Regions from separate parts of the Cricetulus griseus genome. Here region 1 is linked to region 2. The links are chromatin contacts, called in public Hi-C maps. All regions are on one chromosome and are shown on one strand. Each heading gives the region's core, a stretch centred on a gene start, on an enhancer-like site or on the middle of the called end of the contact. The rest is flanking DNA. Distances are from core to core; before and after follow the strand shown. Region 1 holds the start of Rusc2 (iporin). Region 2 overlaps Rusc2 (iporin).

Evidence for each region. A called contact is a pair of places that touch in the nucleus more often than the background predicts.
Region 1: a Hi-C map of fibroblasts shows a contact between it and region 2, with 3 times the contacts expected there. The contact joins the promoter of Rusc2 here to the enhancer-like site in region 2. A contact is called at or near these places in 6 of 8 Hi-C or Micro-C datasets (the CHK-Q cell line, the CHL-YN cell line, the CHO-K1 cell line and 2 more).

Annotation. Positions count from the first base shown.
Region 1 is chr2:100,135,874-100,142,050 of CriGri-PICRH-1.0, forward strand. It overlaps Rusc2 (iporin), which reads right to left and starts at 2,493. Exons shown (of 12, transcript XM_027403246.2): 1 at 2,360-2,493.
Region 2 is chr2:100,102,020-100,109,044 of CriGri-PICRH-1.0, forward strand. It overlaps Rusc2 (iporin), which reads right to left. Exons shown (of 12, transcript XM_027403246.2): 2 at 4,131-6,239. The coding sequence starts at 6,171. Among named protein-coding and RNA genes, the nearest start is that of Fam166b, 13 kb to the left of the region's middle. Within about 2 kb of position 3,117, at least 2 of the 6 cell types and tissues checked have open chromatin away from gene starts, as enhancers often do. A contact at or near this core is called in the CHO-K1 cell line and fibroblasts, where this site is marked.

The DNA of each region.
Region 1 (6,177 bases), core at 1,243-3,742, 33 kb after region 2:
TTTGCAAGCAAGCCCTGAGAGGAAAACAGAACACATAAGCCTCCCCATGAACTATGGTTGCCAGATTTAGCAAGTAAAATTATAGGGCTCTGCTGTTTATCAGAAATTCAAATTTAACTGGGCAGCTAACTTATCTGATAATGCTCTGAAGTTTTGGGATTAAGGAAAAAAAATCAATAATCCAGGGTGTTCTGACTTAGGGTTACTGAGGTCTGTAAGGAGCCTATGCCAGAAAAAAGCAGAAAATTCTAAATTCATAAAAAACTGATTATGAAAAAGAAAAGTGAAAAAAATCATATTGCTTAGTTTGGCTCAGGAGCCCCTCCCCATGGTGGGCTTCTATGTCTAAAGTTTTACTTTACAAAGGCTTGTAGGAGGAGGAGGAGGAATCAAAGCTAGACACTTAGCACATGAAAAAACACCCTTTGCATATGGCTGAGGCAGGCTTGCCTTCTGAAAGTGATGATCAAGCTGCTTGTGGTGGCCTGCACCTTTAATTCCACCCCTCAGGAGGCAGATGTCTTTGAGTTCAAGGCCTGTCACGGCTACAAAGTAAGACCTTGTCTAAAGAAACCCAAAACAAGAAGTGTCCTTTGACTTCAGTATAAAAAAACAACAGAAAGCAGAAAGAACGTATAAACCCCCAAGGCCAGGCAGCAGGACGAGCTGCTAGGGATGGTGGTTAGGTGGCTTCATGGGAAGAAGCCACTTACTGCTTATGGTCTACAGAGCCCTTGAAGGAACTCCTATGCTAGCTATTTATTTATTTATTTATGATTTGTTTATTTCTGGGGATTGAAGCCATTGACTTGATGCCAGGCAAGCTCTCTGCTGGCAAGTTACATCCCCAGCACCCTCAGCCACTATTTTTTTTTTTTTTTGGGGGGGGGTTTCCGAGACAGGCTTTCTCTGTGGCTTTGGAAGCTGTCCTGGAACTAGCTCTTGTAGAGCAGGCTGGTCTTGAACTCACAGAGATCCGCCTGCCTCTGCCTCCCAAGTGCTGAGATTAAAGGCGGGAGCCACCAATGCCCTCAGCCACTATTTTTATTTTCTAATTACTTTGAGCTCGTGTTGAATAATGCTATCAGGCCCTTCTTCCTAGCTTATAAACGGCTACTGTTTTCCAGCGCTGTTTCATCATCCAGCAACACCGCCTAGTTTCCTTAAAGCCTGGGCCAAAAATAAGTCCCTGAACCCTGAACCTAACCAAGGTCCTTCACTTTTTCAACCCGCCTGAAGCACCAGTTCACCTGCTACAGAGTCAGATTTAAGGGCTGGGACTGGCTCTAGAGTTCTTCCCAGGGGGAGCAAGCTAGTCTCCAAGGAAGAGAAACTGTAACCCTGGCAAAGCTCTTTCAAGATTATCTGTGTAGCCTCTAAGGAACTAACCAATAAGATTCTCTGCAGTCCCAAGACCGCCTTAAAAACAAAAACAAAAATAACATAGACAGCAGGTACACAGACCTAATGCAAACGAATCTGGAGGAAGGAATGGAAAGGTGATACATTCTGTATATTCCTAGACTGAAAGACTGAACTAATCCCCTAAATGATACCCCTTTCTTCTTTATGTAACCGGACACACCTTTCCTGCCCCATAGTCCCTGCATTGGTCTCATTTATCCATTTATCTGACCATAGTGTATTTAATTCGTGCTACTATGTGCCAGGCACTGTGCTGGGGACTGGGGAAACAAAGATAAGCAGTGAATGGCCCTCTCAGTGTCCGAAGGGCCACCCTGGCGATCCACAGCTAATCTATGACAACTGGATCACTTTGTCCTTCACGGCAGGTGAGTGCAGTAACGGGGCAGCAGCGAACTAAAGGTTTCCCCCAGGTAAAATGGGGTGAGAATGAGAGAGGACTGAAGCTGGCTCTGGGCAAGGACCAATTTGGGGAATCAGGAGCCGGAGGGACGAAGGGCGCAGAGGACCCGCTGCGGTCACTGCCAGAGAAGACAGGCAGGCAGCTGTGCTCCCACCGGGAGGACACAGATGTGGTGGGTTCAGCGATGGCTGGCACGAGCCAGTCCGGGCGTCTCGGGGAAGGGGGACAGTTTGAGGAGACAGTTGGGGATGAGCTTGGGGTGGTGCTCAAAGGGGGCTGGCTGGTGCTGGGTTTCTGAGGGTTCCTTGGACCTCCGAACAGCAGGGTCTGCAGCAGAGCCGGGGACCAGAGGGTGCAGACGGGAGGCGCAAGGGCGGGGCGGGGCGGGACGGGCAGGCCGAGCGCCTGGCTGTGGGGCAGGGTGGGTGGGCAGGCCGAGGCTCCTTCCCGAGGGACCCCTCGCAATGTAGAGACAGTGGGAGTCCAGGGTCCCGCTAGCCCGGGGAGAGGCGCGCCTACCTCGCTGCTCACCTCAGCCGTGTCCTTCCGCGCGGGTGGCGTCGTCTCGCGCCTCCCGGCGCCTCCCGGGGTCGCGGGGCAGCCCACGCCGGCGCTCCGGTCCGCTCCCCTCGGCTCGGCGTTGGTAACGCCCGGCGCCCCCTGCAGGCGTGGTGCGGATGGTCCGCTCTGGGCAGCCCTCGTGCGGCCCCTCCGCGGAGCGCGTTGGTTCGGCCCGCCAAGCCCGTGAGCGCGCCCACCTCCCCGGCGGCGGCGCGCTGCGCCCGACGCCAGTCACGCGCACAGCCTCGCCCGGAGCCGGCGGCCGCGGGGCGGCGCCGCCCTGCGCTCGAGCTGGAGGAGCCGGGTGCGCAGACTGCGGGGCCTCGCGGGCGGGTGCGTGCGGCCCGCCTCCAGCATCGGCCTCACCCGCGAGCCTCGCTGTGCATTCCAGGAGAGCATCGTGAAGAAATGTAAAACAAACAAAACAAAACACAGACAGACAGACAGACAGACAGACAGAACGAACAAGGACAAAATGCGAAAGTCTGGCCTCCCTCGAGATCAGTGGATTCGGCCCCCGGGGTGTGGTGTGGGCGGGGGAGGGGATCTCGCACTCGGGCTTTGGGATTTTCAAAGTAGCCCATGCACAGCACAGCCAGGGGTGAAACCTGGGACGCTTACTCCTCCTGCCTCGAGGGCAGCTCGGGCTGGGCTGGCGAAGGACGCCGGTGCTTCCCTGCTGCTCGGGAAGCCCAGTAGGCAGCAGCCATTCTAGAAATGATGAGAGTCTGAGACCCTGCCCTTTAGGAAGCGCAGCTTGGTGGGCCAGCCAAGGAAGCAGATAAGTCACAGTGTGCTCAGAGTGCTAATGTATCCTAGCCACACAGTCACAGAAAGCCTGGGGACTGAGCTTTAAAGAATGAGAGGTAAAAGTTTGTCGGGCTTGGTGCCACATGCGTTTAATTTCATAGGGGCAGGCTGATCTCTGTGAGTTCTAGGCAAGCCTGGTCTATATAGTGGGTTCCAGGACAGACAAAGCTACAGACATAGTCTCAAAAAGCAAAGCAAAAGCAAGCAAGCAAGCAAGCACAAAAACTGTTGTAGAGGGAATCAGCATGTGTGGAAAGACAAAGGGGCCGAACAACTGATAGCACTGAGGGGTGAGAAGAGGTGGAGCCGGGGAAGAGATAGTTGGGCAGGCTTGAATGATGGAGACTTTATAATGACTCAGGGCTCACCTGTAAATGATGGAGAGACAATAAAAGTCTTTTTTTTTTATTTTTTTAAAGCAGGGTATCACTATGTAGCTCTGGCTGGCCTAGAACTTACTTTGTACAGCAGGCTGGCCCAAACTCAGAGATCTGCTGCCTCTGCCTTTCCAGTGCTGTTATTAAAAATGTACACCAACGGGCTGGAGAGATGGCCCGGCGGTTAACAGCACTGGCTGTTCTTCCTAAGGACCTGGGTTCAATTCCCAGCACCCACATAGTAACTCACAATTGTCTGTAAATCCAAGATCTGACACCCTCACATAGACATACATTCAGGCAAAACACCAATGGACATAAAGTAAAAAAAATTACCATATGCTGCCCCATTAAAGTACTTTATGTAGAGGCAGGCAAGATCAAGTAAGAATTTTGGAAGTCAAGTTTGCATGAGGGTGAATTGGAGAGAGTTGGTTGTCTTCCAGCAGGGGGAGCCACGAGAAGGCACCTAGTGCCCGCAGAAGCCAGCAAAGGGCATTAGATTAGAGATCCATTGGAAGTGGAGTTATAGGTGATTGTGAGCCACAATGTGGATGCTAGGAATTGAACCCAGGTCTTTCTTCATGCACGTGGTGCATAGACATACATGCAGACAAAACACCCACACACATAAAATTTAAAAATAATAAAAAAAAATAAGAGGTCATGTCGTTTCAGAAACTGAGTCCTCCATTTTAAAGTGACCAGCACGTGTCAGAAGAAAAACACAAAATACATAGTCTTCTGCATAAAGAATAAAGCAGATACTCAAAAACAGACAAGCACTGTTTCAGTCCAGTAGAAAGAGGGGCTTTCTGAGTTGGGTTTCATAAGACATCGTCTGAGGTAGACAGAGAATGCTGTCCTCAGGGGTGGATAGTCAGAACACACAGGCAGCTTCAGTTTACATGGGCTAGGTCCACACTGTTAACAGCCTCCCAGAAACCTGGAACAGTCAGTCACAGGACCAGCTCACTCTGTACCTTTTCCTTCACGACCTTATTTGCTACTGACATAAACCAATAAGTAAGGAACACTTCCCAAGCCCTGCAGTTCCAGCCTCAAATATTTTAAGATACTTACAAAGTGGTTTGGGGCTGTTCTTATGTGTCAACTTGACACAAACTAAAGTCTCTCAGAGGAAGGAGCCTCTGTTGAGGAAATGCCTCCATGAGATCCAGTTATAAGGCATTTTCTCGATTACTGGTCAATGGGGGAGGACCCAGCCTTGGGGGGTGGTGCCATCCCTGTGCTGACAGTCTTGGGTTCTATAGAAAGCAGCCTGAGCAAGCCATGAGGAGCAAGCCAGTAAGCAGCACCCTCCATGGCCTCTGTATCAGCTCCTGCCTCCAGGTTCCTGCCCTGTTTGAGTTCCTGTCCTGACTTCCTTCAGTGGTAACAGCAATGCTGAAGTATAAGCTGAATAAACCCTTTCCTCCACAAAGTGCTTCTTGGTCATGGGGTTTTGCAGTGGCAATAGAAACCCTAACTAAGACAGGGGAATATATAGCACTTAGGATGCTAGGAGTGATCCTAATTATTTTCCCTTAACCTACTCCCTACTTAATCAGTAAGTTCTGCAGGTTGTACACCTCAAATGAAAATCAAACTGGGATCCTCTGAAGAACAGCCATTGCTGTAGCCCATTACATGACCTTTTTTCCCTCCTGTTATATCACTGACTCAGTTTCTCAGAGACAAAAACCACAGTGAGTGGCCAGGTATGGCTATGGGTAGTGGAATCAGCTGGTACAACTACTGCCACGTAGGTCCACTCCTTGGCCGGAACTGTGTGGGAAGGCTAGTAAGCAAAGGATTCAATATTCTTGTTTACTAGAGAGGCAGGTGATGAGCAAATCAGTGATATAGATACATTGTTGCCTATATTTTCCATAGCCAATCCTCAGAGGTCCTTGGATCCCTCTTTAGAACATCTCCCCTCTGTTTATGGGAGCTGGAGAGGTGGCTCAGCTCTTAGTCACTGACTATTCTTCCAGAGGACCTGGGTTTGGTTCCCAGCACCCACATGTCTGTAATGGCAGCTCACATGTCTGTAACTCCAGTTCTTTCCCCCAGGGATCCGATGCCTTCTACTTCTATGGGTACTAGGTATGCACATGATGTACAGACAAGCAGGTAAAACACTCATATACATAAAATAAAGGAGAATGAAATATACTCTCTATTTATTCATTGACACCCCCCCCCGACTGCTATGGCCTTAGTCCTCACTACCATTGTACCATACATAGGGAAATAAACTTGCCTCATAGTCCTCCTGATGTCACCTTTGTACCATTATTCTCTTCTTTGTACCACTATTCTCTTATATTCTTGGCTGTAGGCCTAGCCTGTAATGGCTGAGCCATCTCTCTATCCCTTAGCCCTATTCTTTATAAAAGAAGCCCGAGCAAACTCTTTTCAAATGGAATTTAAAACTGTCCACTGTCCCAACCATATCTAACTATCCATCCCTTTGCTGTGTTTTTAGATAGCAGACTTCTTTTGCTCACAAAGTTTACTCTTAGGTTAGGTCATTACACTAGCTATTTATTCTGCGCCAAAAAACCTGTCTATAGATTTTTTTTTTTTTTAAGACAG
Region 2 (7,025 bases), core at 1,867-4,366:
TCATGTAGTTCAGGATGATTTTGATCTTACTCTGTAGCCAAGATTGGCCTTGGATTCTTGATCCCCCCCCCAACCTCAACCTCCAAGTGTTGGCATTACAGGTATGAGCCACCCAGCCACAGGAAATTTTAAAATTAGAGACATTAAGTCATCGTCTCAGGTTAAGATCATTCAACTAGGAAATAGCAGAGCCAGAATTTTGTCCAAGCTGGAGTCAGGCTTTTGGGGCCAGTGTACTTCCACACCACACCACACCACACCACACCACACCACACCACACCACACCACACCATACCACACATGCACTGACGTCAGGCTGGGTTTGCCACACCATCTGTCTTATTTACATCAGTGAGCCACGAGGGATGGGTACACAGCCTCAGAGAAGCGTTTCAGAGTCATGCACGGAGGAGACTGTCAACCCTTGTGCTTAGAGGACACTCGGTCATTCTCTGTGTCACACCTCATTCAGTCCTTCATCTTACCACACTCGTGACCATCCTGCTGTCCCTGAGATCTCATCGCCACTCTTCCTGATCAGACTCTGGTCATACCCTGCTTCATTTCCTTTGTAAAGTGTTGGGAAGTACTTTTCTTAATGTGTTTGCTGCCTGTTACTTTTCACAGGAGTTCCAGCAAAGAAAGTAGGGGCCAAATCCTACTGGTTGCTGTCTCTAGGAAATGAACAGTTAAATGCATAAATCTCTACTTCTGATTCAGTCCAGTCTCCTCTATCTCAAATCACCTTATTATATAAACCCAGTTTATTGAAAAGTAAATTTATCTTATCTTCTGTGGTTGGTGCTCAAAGAATAAAGACGATGTTCTCAGGCGTATCTACCATAAATTAGGTCGTTCCCTCCTCAAATTCCCACAACTAGCCATTCTCACTGACTCTCCCAGTGTCTGCTGGAGTAGCCGAGGGCTGCGTGGAGCCCATTCCCAACCTCTTCCTCTAGCCCCACTATGAGCACACGTTTTCCCCATTAGGCATGTCTTCCTTCCACTTAATCACACTGCAGGGCAGAACTGGGTCTTCTCAGCCATAGCTTTATTACAACTACAGCTTTATCAGCACCTATATAAAGTATATCTGGATTATCTATTTAGTCCTGCTCTTTAAGAAAATATGTCCTCTGCTGCATGTGCCTATCATCCCCAGGACTTGGGGGCCAGAGGCAGGGCAAGCTCAAATTTGAAGCTAGCCTGGGCTACATGGGGGAGATCCTGCTTCCAAAAACAAAGTCCTCCCTGCTATTCCCAATATATTGCTTGCATGAGGTAGAAGAATAAGATTAATTTAGAAGGGAGACCACCTTGAGGAATGGGTGTTAATTAGTTCTACCAACCCCCTCCCCCACCAGGAACACCCAAAACAAGCTTTCTCACTTTCCTATGAGAAGGTTGTTAAGAAATTTAAAGGCAGAGATCACATAACATGTTGTGTGTCTGGGTGAAGTAGACCTAGTTCCGTAGTTCCTTCTTAAAAGGTAGCATCCAGAGTTCCATGGGAAACCAGTGAGTGCTCTCTGTTTCAGCAGAGGGGCTGGAACTGTCTGGGATCTACTAGCACACCCGTCATTTACCATTGTGCCATTTACCTCTTGAAGTCGCTGACTAACCAGACTGCAATCAGTTACATGCTCAAAATCAACTCAAGGAGACTTTACAAATCAAATCCCACTTTGGCCTCTGCTTTTTTAGTTTTGTTCTATCAGGATTTGATGAGACCCTTTTACTAAATGTGGACCCTGTGGCTCTGGTTCTCTCTTGGGAGGCATTTCAGCTTCTTCCTGTCATTCTCAAACTGGTTTTTCCTGGGCCATCCACAATTCAATGAACTGTCTACTCATTTTACTGACTTTCAAAAGGGTGTGTACAATCAAGAGACAAGACCTGTGCTATTTCACTGGAGACTTATGGAATAGCGTACTACCTTGATATAAAAGTCCACCGCTTGCCTTGTGATGCAGGAAGGCCTGGTCAGTCCTGAAGACTGAATAAATAGAGAGGTTCATTTCTATGACCCCAGCAGGAGGCAGAGGCACGAGGATCAAAAATTCAAGGTTGTCTTTGGCAATGCAGTTTGAGACCCACCTGGGATGCACAAGACCCTGCCTCAAAATAGTTATAAAAAATATTTCAAACCTTACATTTGCCTGTGTATATGGGAGGAGACATGTGGACAACTTTTACCTTCCACCATGTGAACTTCATGATCAAACAACCTGTTGGCAAATGCCTTTCCCAGCTGAACCATCTCACTGATCTAATAAAAATACTTAAATTAAAAGCATTAAAAATTCTTTAAATTTTTTAGTACAGCAAAAACACCTTAATGCCCCCTCTATGTTTCTCTTTCTCCCCCTCTCTCTTTCCTTTTCCATGTTTCTTGTTTATGTACTGTGTATGTATGTGTAAACATTTGCATGTGCATGAGTACATGTGGAGGCCCCAAGTTGATCCTGGGAATCATCCTTGATCACTCATCTACCTTATTCATTGAGGCAGGATGACTCAATCAAACCCAGAGTTAATGGATATGGCCAGTCTTGATAGTTAGCATGTTCTGGGTATCTCTGCCATCAGAGATTGGAATTACAGATGCACCTACCGGGCATCTGTGGCATCTGCAGGTTTTGAGGGTGCATACTGTGATACCTGGCAAGTGCTTTAATCACTAAGTCACCTCTCTAGACCCGCTTTAAACCTTTTGAGACAATATAGCCTTGGCTGGATTGGACCTCACTATGTAGAACAAGCTGGCACAAGACCCACCAGTCTTTGCCACAGGAGTGCTGGGATTAAAGGTGTGTGTTAACAGGCCTGGCTAAAATGCCTATCATTGTATGCTTGTGTGCAAGTGTGGGAGGCAGATGACAACGTTGTGGAGTTGGTTCTTTCCTTTCATGGTTATCTAAGTTCCAGGGATTGAACTCAGGCTGCTGGGCCATTTCACTGGCCCAATCTTGAACTTCTGACTCTCCAGCCTTCACTTCCTAAATGCTAGGATTATGGGATGTGTCCCATCAAGCCCAGAGCAAGGGTTGCACTGCTCAGCCCTTAAATAACAAAGTGTTTACGTTGTAATTCCACACATTCTTCCCGGATGATCAGTTTTAACTGCTTCCCTCCCCTACCCCCAGGGTCTCACTGTGTTGCTCTGGCTGGGTTATCACTAAGTAAGGCTTACTTAGAACTCACAGAGATCCTCTATCACTCAATCCAGTAACTTTTTAATCTATGTGGAAGTCTCTCACTTCACATCTTCACCCAAACTACCAAGGATCCTTCTAAAGAAGCAAGTTAAAACGTGCCATTAAGCAAAAGGAAAACCAAACCAAACAATAACAGCAACACAGCCACTCTTCTGATGAAAATCCTTCTTCAGTGGCTCACCCCCATCCTAGCGGCTATGCTAAATTAGTCTACTGCAGTTCCTGGAAAGCATCAGATTCCAACTCTCGTGTGAGCCTACAATGTTCTTATAAGATAGTCTACAAACTCTAACCCTCACTTTTCTTCCAGGCTGAGCTTAAATGTGAGCTGTTCAGTCCTTCCCTGACTGGCAGGTCTAATTGTGCTATTCTTTTGGGGACTCAAACCCTACACTGACACCTTTGTATCTGAGTGACTGCTTTTTGTTTCTGTCCTTTGTTGGGATCCCTCGAGGACAGGACAGATTATCTCACTAGCACCACCCTGGTATAGCCCTTGGTGTAAAAAATTACTTGGAATGAAATAAATAATGAAGGACTTTAGGGAGCTGAAAGGTCAGGGCAAGGTTCAGTTCTGAGGTTTCTGTTTTGTTTTGTTTTGTTTTCTTAAAGAGGGGGGTGTCTCACTTTGTTGCCCATGCTAGCTGGCCTCAACCAGTTCTCCAGCCCCAGCCTCCAGAGGCACAAGCACTATAAATTCCTGCATGTCTACAAATGACCACACGTCTTGTCTCTCTCAGTAATTCTGCTCTGGTTTAAGGGCCTGTCCTTCCGGCTTTAGGGTTCCCTAGAACACCAGTGTCCAAATCCTAGTGACCTATCTATTTGGTACTCTCTCCTCCCTGTCCCCACCCTGTGGAAAGAGAGGTCCATGGAATGAATGCATAGCCCGGTATTCTCTGGGTTCCTTACCGTCAGCTCTAGCTCTTGCATCCCTCTGGGTATGGCTGTTGGCTGGGCTCCCTGGGAGAGCAGGTCCGGCATCTATCAGCTGGGCCAATGCGCCCTGCCCTGCAGCTCTGAGGCTAGGAAGTGGCATCTCGCTGGACTGGGAGCCCTGACAAAGTTGGGTGGACCAGGGTTCAAGGAGGTCCAAACTTGGCCCCAAGGGCATGGATGGCAGACTATGGCTACATCGAGTGCCCTCATCAAGTGGGCCTGCCCTATCTTGTTGGGCTTCTTGGATGGGTGAGAACTCCTGGGAAGAATCTCCAACGCTCACCCGAAGTGGTGGGGAGCCGGAGCCTGCTGCAGCTTTCTTCCGGCCTTTAGCCAACTCAGCGAAAGAGGTAACCCTCCTAGGTGGGGAAGCAGACCCAGCTAAGGCTGCAGGGCCCTCACTTAAGCGCACTGGGCAACTTAGCATGCGCTCCAGCGAGCCCAGGCGGACAGGGGGGCTGCGCTCCAGGCTTCGATCATAGCTTCTAGAGCGCTGCCGGCCGGTGCTTAGGTTGGGGGGTGAAGTATTTGTGTACACTTGCCCTTCAAGTACAGTGGGGCCCGCGACAGTTGCTGCTTCTGTTGAGAAACTCACTGCTTCTTGCTCCTCTGGCTGGGTGTCTGGCTTCTGGAAGAGGTAATATTCAGAGGGCTGACTGGGGTCTGGGTCTGGGTCTGGGTCTGAGCCAGGGCCTGGTGGAGGACTTATCTTGGTGTGTTCTTCAGAGCAACTGGTGATAGAAGAGCCGGCTGGGCTTGGGGAGGACTGCGATGACAGGTCACAGGTGACAAGTTTATAATAATTTTGTGTGGCCACAACAAGGCGGGCCTGGCTCTGGAAGCAGGCTGTGAGGTCAGCCACAGCTGGGCAGGGCTCACAGTGTGGGCGGTAGGAGTTGCAGTTGGCATCCAGCTCAGGAGACGAGGCATGAGGACAACCACAGCCCTCTTCCCTGTCCCCATTTTCAGGGTGGTGGGACTCACAAGACATTTTCGACTCCGCTGGGGAGGGCTGCAGGTCCAGGTAAAAGGCTCCGGGGTCTGAGTGGCTGCAGAAAGAAGAGTCACTGCAGGATTGAGGGACAGAGTTGAGGTTGGCGCGGGAGCTGCCATGCATCTTATTGTAGAGGGTGCTGAATGTGACTAGCACGCCATCTGAACTGTTGCAGGAGGAGTCGCTGACATAGCCCATGGACTGGTCGGCGGCCTCGGACTGACTGGACGTGCTACTGCAGTGGCAATGCTGAGCTCCCGAACCAGAGCGTCCAGGGTTTCTTGGGGATTCATCTGAACTGAGCTTCCACTCTTGGTCAAAGGAAAAGGCAGAGGGGTCGCTGGCTCCCCCTCCGCTGCCACTGCCGCCAGGTCCTCCACACCCATCTAGCTCCATGGCCTCAGAGTCCAGCTCTGGTCGGCAGCAGTGGCTAGTGCTGCCCTGCTGGGCACCCAAGCTTGTTGCTGGCTGCTGCTCCTGCCCCTCCACCACTCCAGGCCGACTGCGCGTTGCACCCCATGGCCTGCCCAGGCTAGGGCCAGATGGTGGTGGCTGGAAAGAAGACAGATGGAAGGTGGGCTGGCTGGTGCTATGCAGGTGGAAGGACTGCTGGATGGCACTGTCAACAGTGCTGTCATCATACAGGTCACCAAGTCCTGTCTCTCCCACACTTTCCTGCACCACGAAGGGATTGTGCCGTTTGGGAGCTCCAGGGCCTCTGCCATCCCGACTCCTACTCTTGCTGCTGCTGTCTGCAGACCGTGTAGATGCCCCCGGAGCAGAGGGCAGGCTGTTGCACAGCAGGGAGTCAGCTTGTCCCAGGTCCTGGTCAGAACGAGTGAGGCCCAGCTCGGGTGGGCAGAAGGGATTGGGTCTTGAGCCCCCACTACCTCCGCTTGCCCCACCACAGCACTGTCTGTCGGGGACCTGACAGTGCACTAAGGGGATATGGTGGACGATGAGGGTCTCTCCAGTCAGCTTAGGGGGGCTATCCATTCTGGAAAGTTCGAACAAGGGCATCAACAGCACCAAACACTGCCTTTGGAGCCCAGTGGGGCAGAACACATTTCATCAGGAGAGCTTGGCACCTGGAGAAAGGGAAAGAAAGGGAACCTAATGTCACCTCCCTGGAAATCAGGGATAGGCCCTTCCCCAAACTACTTTCAGATGGACAGGAGTCCAAGAGGAATAAACTCTGGGTCAAGATGGCGTTGACAGCACAGGGGTCTGACAGCACAGGTCCAACAACATAGGAGGTGCTGCCACACTTTCTGCCGCACACAGGTCCAGGTCCTGGGCTCTCTGTTCATTTTACCATCACTGTGTATCCAACTGCAACAAAGGGCCAGGCCTCCTTTAATACCACATATGATGGTATGGGGGACTCAGGGACAACATGCTCCTCCCCCTTTAAAAATTATTTAGAGAGAGTGTGTGGTTGTGTGTGTGTGTGTGCCACAGCATTTTTATGGAGGTCAGAGGCCAATCTGTGGGAGTCTGTTCTCTCCTTCCACCATGCGAGGGCCAGGGAGTGAACTCAGGCCTTTAAGTTTGGTAGCACGGGTGTCTTCACCTGCTGAGAAACCTCCCAGGCTTCCCATTCTCTTCTGTGCAGTAAATAATGACTAGTCACATAGACACAGGCACATGCACACACAGTTAGACACACACACACACACAGACACACACACGCACACAGATAAACACACACATGCACACTCACAGACAAATACACACATATATGGACACACACACACACACACACACACACACATGTAAATACACATGCACACACAGGCACATACACATGTACATACAAACACAGACACACACACAGAGACACACAGACACAGGCATACATATACACATGCATA